2 separate regions of the Cricetulus griseus genome follow, and region 2 is linked to region 1. A link is a contact called in public Hi-C data. All regions are on one chromosome and are shown on one strand. Each heading gives the region's core, a stretch centred on a gene start, on an enhancer-like site or on the middle of the called end of the contact. The rest is flanking DNA. Distances are from core to core; before and after follow the strand shown. Region 1 overlaps Znf704 (zinc finger protein 704). Region 2 has its middle 140 kb from the start of Zbtb10.

The links. Hi-C and Micro-C count contacts between places; a contact is called where the count stands out from the background.
Region 2: a Hi-C map of the CHO-K1 cell line shows a contact between it and region 1, with 5 times the contacts expected there. The contact joins two enhancer-like sites. A contact is called at or near these places in 5 of 8 Hi-C or Micro-C datasets (the CHL-YN cell line, the CHO-K1 cell line, fibroblasts and 1 more).

Annotation. Positions count from the first base shown.
Region 1 is chr2:138,396,226-138,401,521 of CriGri-PICRH-1.0, reverse strand. All of the region lies in intron 4 of Znf704 (zinc finger protein 704), which reads right to left. Among named protein-coding and RNA genes, the nearest start is that of Znf704, 150 kb to the right of the region's middle. Within about 2 kb of position 2,116, at least 1 of the 6 cell types and tissues checked has open chromatin away from gene starts, as enhancers often do.
Region 2 is chr2:138,461,800-138,467,276 of CriGri-PICRH-1.0, reverse strand. No RefSeq gene overlaps it. Among named protein-coding and RNA genes, the nearest start is that of Zbtb10, 140 kb to the left of the region's middle. Within about 2 kb of position 1,951, at least 1 of the 6 cell types and tissues checked has open chromatin away from gene starts, as enhancers often do.

The DNA.
Region 1 (5,296 bases), core at 867-3,366:
AGTTAGTAGTGCTTGCCTAGCACGTGCAAGGCCTTGGGCTCATCCCCAGCATGTATAATGGGCACATCAGTACACACCTGTAACCCTACCACTTCAGTCAGCCAGGTCATCCTTGGCTACATAAGACTAGCTTGGCCTTGAAGTGAGACTGTCTTAAAGACAACAAAACAATCAAGGTCTCTGCAAGTGTACCAGAATGTATTGTTTGTGGCTTCTTTCCCCACAGCGTGATGACTTTGACACTAACCCACTGTCCTGTGTATTGGCGGCTTTTCTTCTTTTTTTGGTAGTGTGGTGTTCTGCTATGTGAATATGCCATCATTTCCTTTTCCATGTGCCTGCTGGCGGGCATTTGTGTTGTTTCCGGTTTGGGGTGATAATGAATAAAGCTGCAATGAACATTTGTCTATAAGTCTTTTTGTGGACATGTGTTTTCTAATCTCTTAGGTAAATACATATGCAACAGTAGAGTTGCTGGGTCATATGGTTAGTATATATTTAACTTTGTAAGAAACTGCCAAACTGTTTTTCAAAGTAGTTACACCATTTTGCATTTCCACTGGCAGTGAGTGTGCGTTCCTGTTGCCAGGGCTTGGTACTTTGTATGCACACTACATGTCTCCACTTTCCCTCGGTTCTACCATGGCCAGCACTGTAGCAGCAGAAAAGCACTGATGGTGGCCTGTCTGGGGTAGAGGTAAACATGCTGCCCGACTGTCACAGTGGCCTTGGTCAGCTAGGGTAGTGGTAACATGGGGAAAGACATCAATCAAAGTCACAGAATTGTGTATCAAAGGTGAACTCACATTATTTTGTGAAGTCTATACTTAATCCATGGATTTTGGAAGGAAGCATCATCCTTGGGGTCACTTGTTCACTCCTAGGTGAGGCTGAATGCTTCTCACATGTGGAAAGGTCAGGACGACAGTAGATGATGTCTGAGGTCCTTGGAGCTCTAGTGCTCTTGCTAAAGACCACTCAGCTGGCCAGTCCAGCATCCTGTTAGCTCAGATCTCTTATATGTACTTGGTCCTCTCCTGGGATAATCAGCTGGGCTAATCCTGGTGATCCGTGCATTCCAGTGGAACACCCACGCTGACCCTGCCCCCACCCTCCCTTAGTGTCCTCATGGGGACTTTTGAGCAGTGCTCGTTACAGCGACCTCATTGCTCCTAGTAAGTAGATGGGAATGAATTCTGCACAGAGATGGGCACCATACTCATGTGTGAGGGCTTTGTGGATTTGTTTGCTTTGGTCAGGGGCATCACTCACAACAAAGGCACCTGTTGCTTTTTTGTTCTGAAAGATAAAAAATGCAGAGTGCAACAAGTGCTTAACTTGTAGCGTAAGACCACAAGGCTGTCAGAATGCCTGTGTTAGCGCAGAGCTTCTCCCTGCACCTAGGGAAAACTGTTTGTGGTCATGACACCTATGAAGCAAATGAAAGGGATGGAAGCCAGAATCTGTGTCTCTGAGGTGCTGCTGCTGGTCCAGAATATGGAGTCCTGCATCAGGTTTCCTGGTGTGCTCCTAACTTCTGCCAGGAGCTACTCTCCCTCACTGCACTGCTGGGTTTCTCAATCAACCCCAAAGGTGCACGGGGTGAGTGAGGGCCGCACAGTTACCCCGAGCCACTTGGCACTGGCTCTTACAGGATCAGGGTTGAGGCCACGTGCTCTCTTCTCTCCATACCCAGGGCTCTCAAGCTCCCCACCCACTCAATACCCAAGGGTGAAACCACCGCCTGGTACTAGTGGCTGCATTTTTGTTGCTCTTCTCATCTTTTCACATACTCAGCACAGTAGCCCATCAATGTGTACCTCCAGAGGTGACACCCCAACTTCAGAATGCACATTCTAGATCTGATGGAACCACGAATCTGGCATTTTCCTTACTAATCGGCACTTTAAGTTTTGCAGGAGGCCTTGTGGAACTGACAGCTAATTCTTAGCCTTCTACAGAATTGGATTTCTCCTGAGAACACCAGAGTTACTTTGGGTTATTGCATCACCTTGTGGTCATGACAGGAACTGCACCTTCTCAAAGCCCCAGTCACATTCTGTACAAGTTGGAGGCTCCCTGAAACCAGAAGGAAAAGCCCGATAGAATGAGCCCTCACAAAGCTGGCCAGCTGACTTGGAGCCAGGACAGCCTGGTGCCTCTCTCACACTTTCATTGCTGTGGCTGAGGAACGGATGTCCCATGCAGGGAAAGGCCATGTAGTGTTTGTCTAGTGGTGTCTGGCCATACTGCCCATATGTCATTCTCCTCTGTGGGCTGTGTGGGATCAGTGGATTCTCCAGCTCATTGTGCCTCAAGCACATCCTCTTTATTATGCCTGCTAAGCTCACTGTACTTCTGCCTCAGTATAAGCAGCATAACCTTGGGCAATACACACAATTCAATGAGCTGCCTCTGCAAAACGGGAATGAGGTTGTATCGGAGACTTGGAGTATGATTCTAGGAAATGCTGCAGTTAACTTCGACTATACATGCAAATATAGTGATTATCAGAAAATACGTCTCATTAAGAGATAATACTTGTCTATGCAATGCAACTCACACTTCAAACTACTTTACATAAATGGATCCACAAGAGTTAGCAGTGAGTGCTGCTTCTGCTGTGTTTGTAGCTCATGCGAGGTACGTTAAAACAGTTCCACGTTCCATTACATGGGATCACATTTAACAACTTCACAACTGTCCTTCAAGAGGTGTGGCAGACACACTAGCAGTCTTACAAGCAGGCAAGGTGATGGCTGGAGACACAAAGTGGCTTTCCTAGGTTCTTGGAGCAGTAGTGCCAAGGCTGGAATGTGGCTCATTTGACTTGGGCACAGCACCTGGATTTTGCACCATGCATCACAATATCGCTTGTTAATATAGACCAGGTGCTTCCAAACTTTGTGAAAGACAGGCCATAATAAGCAATGTGCTCTTCAGCATACACTTACATGTAAGTACACAGCTGAGAACCTGAGAGGATGATGCCAACCGTGCATCCAGCATATTCTCTCCTGTCTTGTTAAAGAGTGTTGCTCATCTTCATTAGATTGACTCACAGTCTACTTGTCAATCAAAACTCCTGTGTTGGGAGAATCTTGTCCAGAAATTTCTCAAATAACTCCACTGGATATGTGACCAATGCAAAGACTGGGGTTCAAGTGGACACTAAGAGTCTAAGAGAATAGGTAGGGAAATAAGATGAACTTAGGAAGCTCCATGAGCAAGAATGGATGTGCTCAAGCAAAGTAAGTATTTCTTCAGTTTGATAACCTGGACACTTGGCAGTCAGTCCTTATTCCCAGTAACTATATATTTGAACTTAGCAGGGGGACAGGTTGCTGAAGCACAGAGCATGACTCGTCATCCTCAATATGTTTTCTGGTCGTACACAGATAAGCTATTTCCATTGTCTCAGATGGCACTGCTGAGCTTGGTTATCAATGCACACACCTGGAGTTCCCATCCTATGGGCAAATTCTGAGATTTCTTTGGTGTCCAAGAGGTATATTTCTTGGAGCCCATTCCCTGAATGCATGGAAGGCATGTCACCATTTTGTTGATGATGGAACAGCTTTTTTAAAATTTTTTTTTTTTCAGACAGGGTTTCTCTGTGTATTCCCTGACTATCCTAGAACTAGCTCTGTAGACCAGGCTGGCCTTGAACTCACACAGATCCGACTGCCTCTGCCTTCCAAGTGCTGGGTTTAAAGGTATGCACCACCGCTGCTGGCAAGAACAGCCCATTTTTGTAGAAGCCATTTTGCCTAGCCATTCAGAAAGGGTATGAGAGACTGTGACAGATAAAGTGGCATTGCAAAAAGTTAAATTAATTCTGTAGAGACCTTTTGAAACATGCTTTGAAGCAGAAAAGAACTGAATGACAGTGCTTGCATCCTGCAACAACATTTGAAGACAGCTTTTGTCTCTCAAAACCAGTCTAGCCTTTTCACACATCAGCCTCTGCCCACCCGGCTCATAACCTTTGAGTGAAGCAGCTGTCCCTGCATCCAGGAGGTTCAGAATTTTGCCTGATGGTGCTCAATAAATACCAGTTCACCAAGTAAACAAGAAGATGGATAGCAGTGGACCTGTTTTCTTGCTATTTTTTATTACTTAAAGTCACTTTGAGAACAAGAGGCCATGTCAGTAAAACATCAGTGACTATCAGTTCCCTCATCACAGGGGAAGACTGAGCCTGGAGGAAGAAAACACCAAGAAAGAATAAGCATAATTCTAAATGACCCATTCATGTCTACCATCTAGTGTTTTGTGAAGGAAGCCTGTGCCCTTTAAATAAGTGTTACTTATTTGCACTTGGATGGGTGTGAGCATGCCATGGTGGAGGTCAGAGGGCAACCTGGGTGTCAGCCCTTGCCCCTCCCCTGCATCGTGTTTGAGACATCAGGGTCTTTTGTTTACTGCTGTCTATGCCAAAATAGCTGGTCTGTGAGGTTTTGGAGGTTCTCCTGTCTCCATTTCCCCTCTTGCTGTCAGAGCACTGGGATTATGGATGTACACGGCTGTGTCCATCTTCACATTAGTCCTGAAGACCTGAGCTCTGATCCACATGCTTGGACAGCAAACACTTTACCCACTTTGTAATGAGGCTTTCCCCCTTTCCCATCAATGACTCAACTGTTTGCTAATTTTGCTGAAGTGTGTAGACGGTCTACCTGAGCCAGACTGACACAGCCTAACCATGAGGTAAGAACATGACTTTGGTTCTATACCACATTATAAATGTATTTGTGACAGGTCTTCATTAATACTTTGAAAGCACTGGAGGGAGTCTTTTCTCTAAGATGTTGTCACCACACTGTCCACACTGATGAATCAGGGCTGCTTGCTCAGATACCCTGGGAATGGCAGGCTAAACAAGAGTTCAGCTCCAGGCAGCTGTCAATCATGTCTGCAGCTACCCATGGATTCAAGTACTAGCTCTCCTTGACTCATCAAGTGAGTCCCAGGGTCTTGTGGAATGACCTTGCATCTTGAGGACACTTGCTCCAGGAAAGACAGGATGCGTCAGAAGGGCCCTCTTCTCTGAGGAAAGATGGTCCTATTTCTTGGGGCACACCCAGCGAGTACTATCGTGCTACTCAACACTGCACCCTTTGAGTGATGCTGAGGGAGGAAGAGAGGGTATTGGACCATTGCCTCTTCTTTGCTTTCCTCTCTGAACACATTCAGGGGAAGATGAGGTTGCAATTAGCCTTCAAGGCCTCCATTTGTTTTGTCACCTGTATGACAAATTTATCTGTATGACAGAATGATGACACCTGTATACAAT
Region 2 (5,477 bases), core at 702-3,201, 66 kb before region 1:
TCCTGATTGGAGGTGGCAGAGCCTTTGGCCCAGATCCTCAGTAAGTAAATGGCAGTTTCTTTTATCCATGGGCCAAGTAGATACTTCCTGGTGGTGGGGCTTAACTTTTCTTTCTTGTATTTACAGTTAGGAAAAAAAAAAAGGCAACATGTGGTAAACAAACAATACAAGCTGATATGTAATTAACCCATCGTGGATTTGCTTCCAGGTGTAAACAGCAGCCAAGAGTTCTTATATGTTATTCAGAAATCCAGGCAGAAACCTGACCATATAGACACGTCTATCCTGTGTAGATAGTCACATAAATAAACATCTGTGTATACTTTGGTGTGTGTGTATATACACATGCATGCACATGCAATAACACATCTTGGGAATCTTTCTGTCTCAATCTTACTTAGCTTTTTCTGTTTTATTTTCTCAGAGAAATGTGTCTCTATTACAGGGCCCTGACTGGTGCTTCTTTTCCTTGTTGTTTTTCAGTGTCAAGGAGAGTACTGTTAACATGTGTTTGATCAGCATCCCCTGGGTGTCAGTCTGCTTACACAAAGCAGGGAAGGAAGAAGGACTATTGTTGTATTGGAGTTTTTTTTTTTCTTTCCTGCAAAGAAATGAGAGCTGGAAAGCATATACTAGATCCCAGCTATTATTTTTTCTCAGCTTCAAATGCTTGCATTGATTTGGCCTGTAGAGTTGTCCCCTATGACGGTTAATCTTTTTGTTTGTTTTGTTTTGTTTCAAACTTGAGACAGGGTCTCTCCATGTACTCCTGCGTGTCTTGGAACTCATTATGTAGATCAGGCTGGCTTCAAACTCAGAGAGATCTGCTGGTCTCTGCCTCCTGAGTGTTGAGATTAAAGGCCTGAGCTCCCATGCCTGGCTTGATGGTTAATCTTGGTTGCCAGTCTGGTTGGACTAAAAGATGCGTTAGTGAAACTCACTTCTGCATGTGTCTGTCACAGGGCCTGGCACTAGGGACAATACTTAAGTTGGGGTAGTATCACCCTACAGGCTGTAGTCTGGGATGGAACAAAAGCCTAAGGATCTGCTTCTTGGCTCCCTTGATAGGACCAGCTCTTCTCTACAATGTCCTGTTCATAGTTTTTGCTGACTTGATACAAAACTAGACATATCTGGGAAGAGGGAATCTTGGTTGAAACTCCATAATATTAGGCTTTGGCCATGTCTGTGAAGCATTTTCAGAATTTCTATTGACGTGAGAGGGCCCGGCTCACTGTGGGTGGTGCCATCCCTAGGCAGGTGAACTGTATGAGAAAGGTGGCTGAGAAAGCCAGGGAAAGCAAGCCTGTCATCAGCATTCCTTTGGGGTTTTGCTTCAGTTCCTGTCTGTAGACTCTTCCCTTGAGTCTTGACCTCACTTGATGGACTAGAAGCTGTAACTGAAACACCGCCCCTCGAACATGTTGGTTTTGGTCAGTGCTTTATCACAGAAACAGAAAACAAGCTAGAATAATCTCCAAGCTAGCTCTCAATTGTGGATTAATATAGTTGAAATTGCATATAAAATTCCTGTGATCTTGAAATGTTCAATAATAAAATTGTAATTTTTATATGAACACTTTTGGTTTAGTTTTTATTTATTTATTTATTTAGATTTTTCCAGACAGGGTTTCTCTGTGTAGCTTTGGAGCCTATCCTGGCACTGGCTCTTGAACTCACAGAGATCCGCCTGCCTCTGCCTCTCAAGTGCTGGAATTAAAGGCATGTGCCACCAACGCCCAGCTTGGTTTGGCTTTTATAGCCTTGATTTGAGAATTTGTTTTTTGTTCTTCCAAAATCCATGCATTTGGTTACTTAGAAAGTTCTGGCTGGAGGCTGGATTATGATTCAATCTGTCAAAGTCTTTTTGAGTCTGTTTGTAGTTCCCATAGTGGTTATTACCATTTCCCGAAGTAGGGAGGCAGTGACTCAGGTTGGAACCAGACCACAGAAAATCTGCAGTGACCATTTCCTCCAAGTTCTAATGCATCAGCAAATGCTGAATTCCCCAGCATCCCTGCTTTTCTGCTCTGGAACTTCCTCTTTTGTTTCCCTCAGTGATTTATCAGTGTCTTGGAAGTCGCCCAGTATGTTCACTTGTGTTTAAGCTGGCCAGCTTGGGGATGTGCAGTCTAACTGTTGAGATGGATGTCCCTGGCTCTGGAGAAACAGCTGGAATATGACCTGGTTACTTCTCTGTGGCAGCTCATGGTAAGTGGGCACTGTAGACACGGGGCAGCAGGTGCTTCAGCAGGATCCTTGATGGAGCCACAACATACAATAGAGGCACCCATCAGTTAATACCGGGTATAATATGTAATTCTTCAGAACGGACATCCAAATTTTTTGTTTTGACTTTATGTTCCAGGGCTGTGGTTGGTTAGGTACCATCACTGAAGGCTGTTCAGGCCTGAACAAACAATGGTGAGCGATCTGCAGGTTAGATGTGTTTAGAAGAGGTTGGAGGCAAGCAGTGTTTAGTCTCTGACAATTGTCCAAGTGTCATGCTCTAGAGTTGGGGATAGAAAGCTTTGCAAAAAAATTGTGACAATGACTGTGTTAACCAGGCAGGCGACATATGATGGTTGGGCAGGGAGAAAGCAGTCAGCTATGAAGGTCTCATGGTACTGACTTTAGGGTATACCAGGAATATGCCAGGAAATGTGAACAAAATGTTTCCTTCTCCCTGGGCGTTGGTGGCACACACCTTTAATCCCAGCACTAGGTAGGCAGAGGCAGGTGGATCTCTGTGAGTTCGAGGACAGGCTTCAAAAACCAAAATAATAATAATAATAATAATAATAATAATAATCTTTCCTTTTCAAAGAAAATGAATGAAAAGATTTTGGGTTAATGCACTAGCCTGCTTGCCTGGAAACTGGATGGAAACAAATGTGTTACCAAGCAACATGGCTTCTGGTGAGAATGACCTATGACTGGTCAGCTTCATATGGACTGAAGGAGACCATGAAGGAACATAACTGATATGATACAGCTTTGAGCTTCCACAGTGCAGTGACTTGTCACAGGGCACATCCCTTGATGAGGCCTAGGAACTTTGGCTGTGGGACCATTATTATAGACATGTTCCTGACATGAGGGGTCTGGGGGTCTTATGCAGTGTCGGGAACTTTCAGTCCTCACTCTTTGATGTGGCTCTTAAAACTAGTTCCTGGTCTCTGGGACTTCTTCCTGCCATTTCCTCTACTTTTTCCAGTAGAGCCATGGCTTGGTAAGGCTGCTTGGATTCTGAAAGATCTTTCTAGCTAAGCCTAAGACTGCTAAGAATAGACACTGCAGGAAGAAAAATGTTGGGATTGTTTATATATTATGGGCAAGAGACCAAACAAACAAACAAAAAAATCCACTTATTTCTTCATACTCCTTAAAGATAATGTTCTGGTGTGGTATGACCAGCTTTGACCTTGGGTGACCCAATAAGCCAACATATGTCCTTAGCATCTAGGACAGCCAGCACTGGTCAGACTGCACATGACACTTTCTCAAGAGCCATTGGACAACGGATAGCAACAAATACTCAATCACCTTATTTCAAGTACTGTGAGTTATCTGTGTGAAAATATATGTCAGTCCCTTCCCTCAAGCAATTCACATTTGATTGACAGAAAACTCTTAGAATTTTGTCATTTTTTTTGTAGGGGGGGAATAATGGACGGGTGGACCCTCTTAGAGTAGCAAAAGTGAACCTTCTGTCAGGGACTAGTTCATAACGTGTACATTTGTTACTCCCCAAGCTCATGTTCAAATGTTCCAATTGTCCCATCTTCTGGCTAATCTCTAATCACCATCACTTGAGTTGTCATTGTGGTCAATGTCATCATAGTTCATGCTATTTTCTGAGAATGGTCATAAACATTTTATTTAGATAATCTAATCAAATTACCAAAACCACCCTTATTTTACAGATGCAAACATCAAGTTTGTACATGCAGGATTCAAACCTTGGTGTTTGGCTCTAGGGTACAGCTTCATCACTGTTCTGCTCCTTCCTGCCATCACATTGGTGACATTTAGGTAGATTATAAAATGCTGTGTAGGTTTGTATATGCCTGGGCCATAAAATACATTCAACTGTATCTTGTATCTGCCTGGAAAAAAGGGTGAATTGTTCTTCAAATATTTCATACATGCTGTGGACTTGGGACAGATGCTGTAAAAATGCCTGAGTCTCACTTACAGATGGTCTACACAGACATCACAAAGTGTTCCTCCCTGTATGGGGCTTTAAAAACACACCAATAAACATGTTGCTAGCTCTCCATTTAAAAATTAATGTCTAATATGTTCCAGTTAAAAATTCTGGTGATGGATCTTTCTTCTTCTTCTTCTTCTTCTTCTTCTTCTTCTTCTTCTTCTTCTTCTTCTTCTTCTTCTTCTTCTTCTTCTTCTGTGAATGTGTGCAAGCTCAATTTGACTCCTTCCTTTTGGAAAATCTTAGATAATTTTATTTTAGACTTTATGTTTTGAAGTAGAATATTCTGCAGATTTTAAAAAACAGTGAATTTTATCAAGTACAGGGAAATGAAAAGCTATTTAATGCATCCAGTTTTGTTTGGAATTGTCTCAAGATTCCAGAAAAGCTTATTTCTGTTCTTGGGTTTGTCCCTGGTTCTCTGCAACTTACTCCACCCCCTTCCCATCCCCCACCCTCCTCCAGTTTGCTCACTGCACTTAGCCTGCCTGCAGGTCATCTGCTCTGGTGGTCACCTGTAGGAGCCACGTCACTCTTCCATTCCCTCTGTAAAGAGGTGAGTGGGCAGCTGAGCTTCTCATCATGCTCCTATCCCCAGCTTCACACACACCTTCAATACAAGGCAAGGCGCTTAAGCTGGCAGGCCATGTGCTGTTTTGTCCCAGGGGACATTCTTGGGAACAAAGCTGGGACTTTTAGTAATTATTTCGGGACAGCTGGCAGAATGACAGCGTCAGCAAGCTGAGCTGAAGGTCATGGAATGAGACATTTACTGGACGTTAGAAGGGACCACAGACTTGACCACAACTTAAAAGAATTTGTGTGTGTATGTTTGTGTGTGTGTGAGAGAGAGAGAGAGAAAGAGTGTGTGTGTATGAATATGCATGTGAGTGTGTGTATGTGTGAGTGTATGTGTGTGAATGTGTGAGAGAGAGTGTGTGTGTGAGAGAGAGTATGTGAGTGTGTGAGAGGGTGTGTGAGAGAGTGTGTGTGTGTGAGAGTATGTGAGTATGTGAGAAAGTGTGTGAATGTGTGTATGTATGTGTGAGTGTATGTGTGTGAGAGTGTGTGTGAGAGTGTGTATGTGTGTGTGAGTGTGTGAGAGAGTGTGTGAGAGTGTGTATGTGTGAGTATCTGAGTGTGAGAGTGTGTGAGAGTGTGTATGTGAGAGTGTGTGAGTGTGTAAGTGTGAGTGTGTCAGAGTGTGTGTGTGTGTATGAATGTGTGAGTGTACGTGAGAGTGTGTGAGAGTATGTGAGTATGT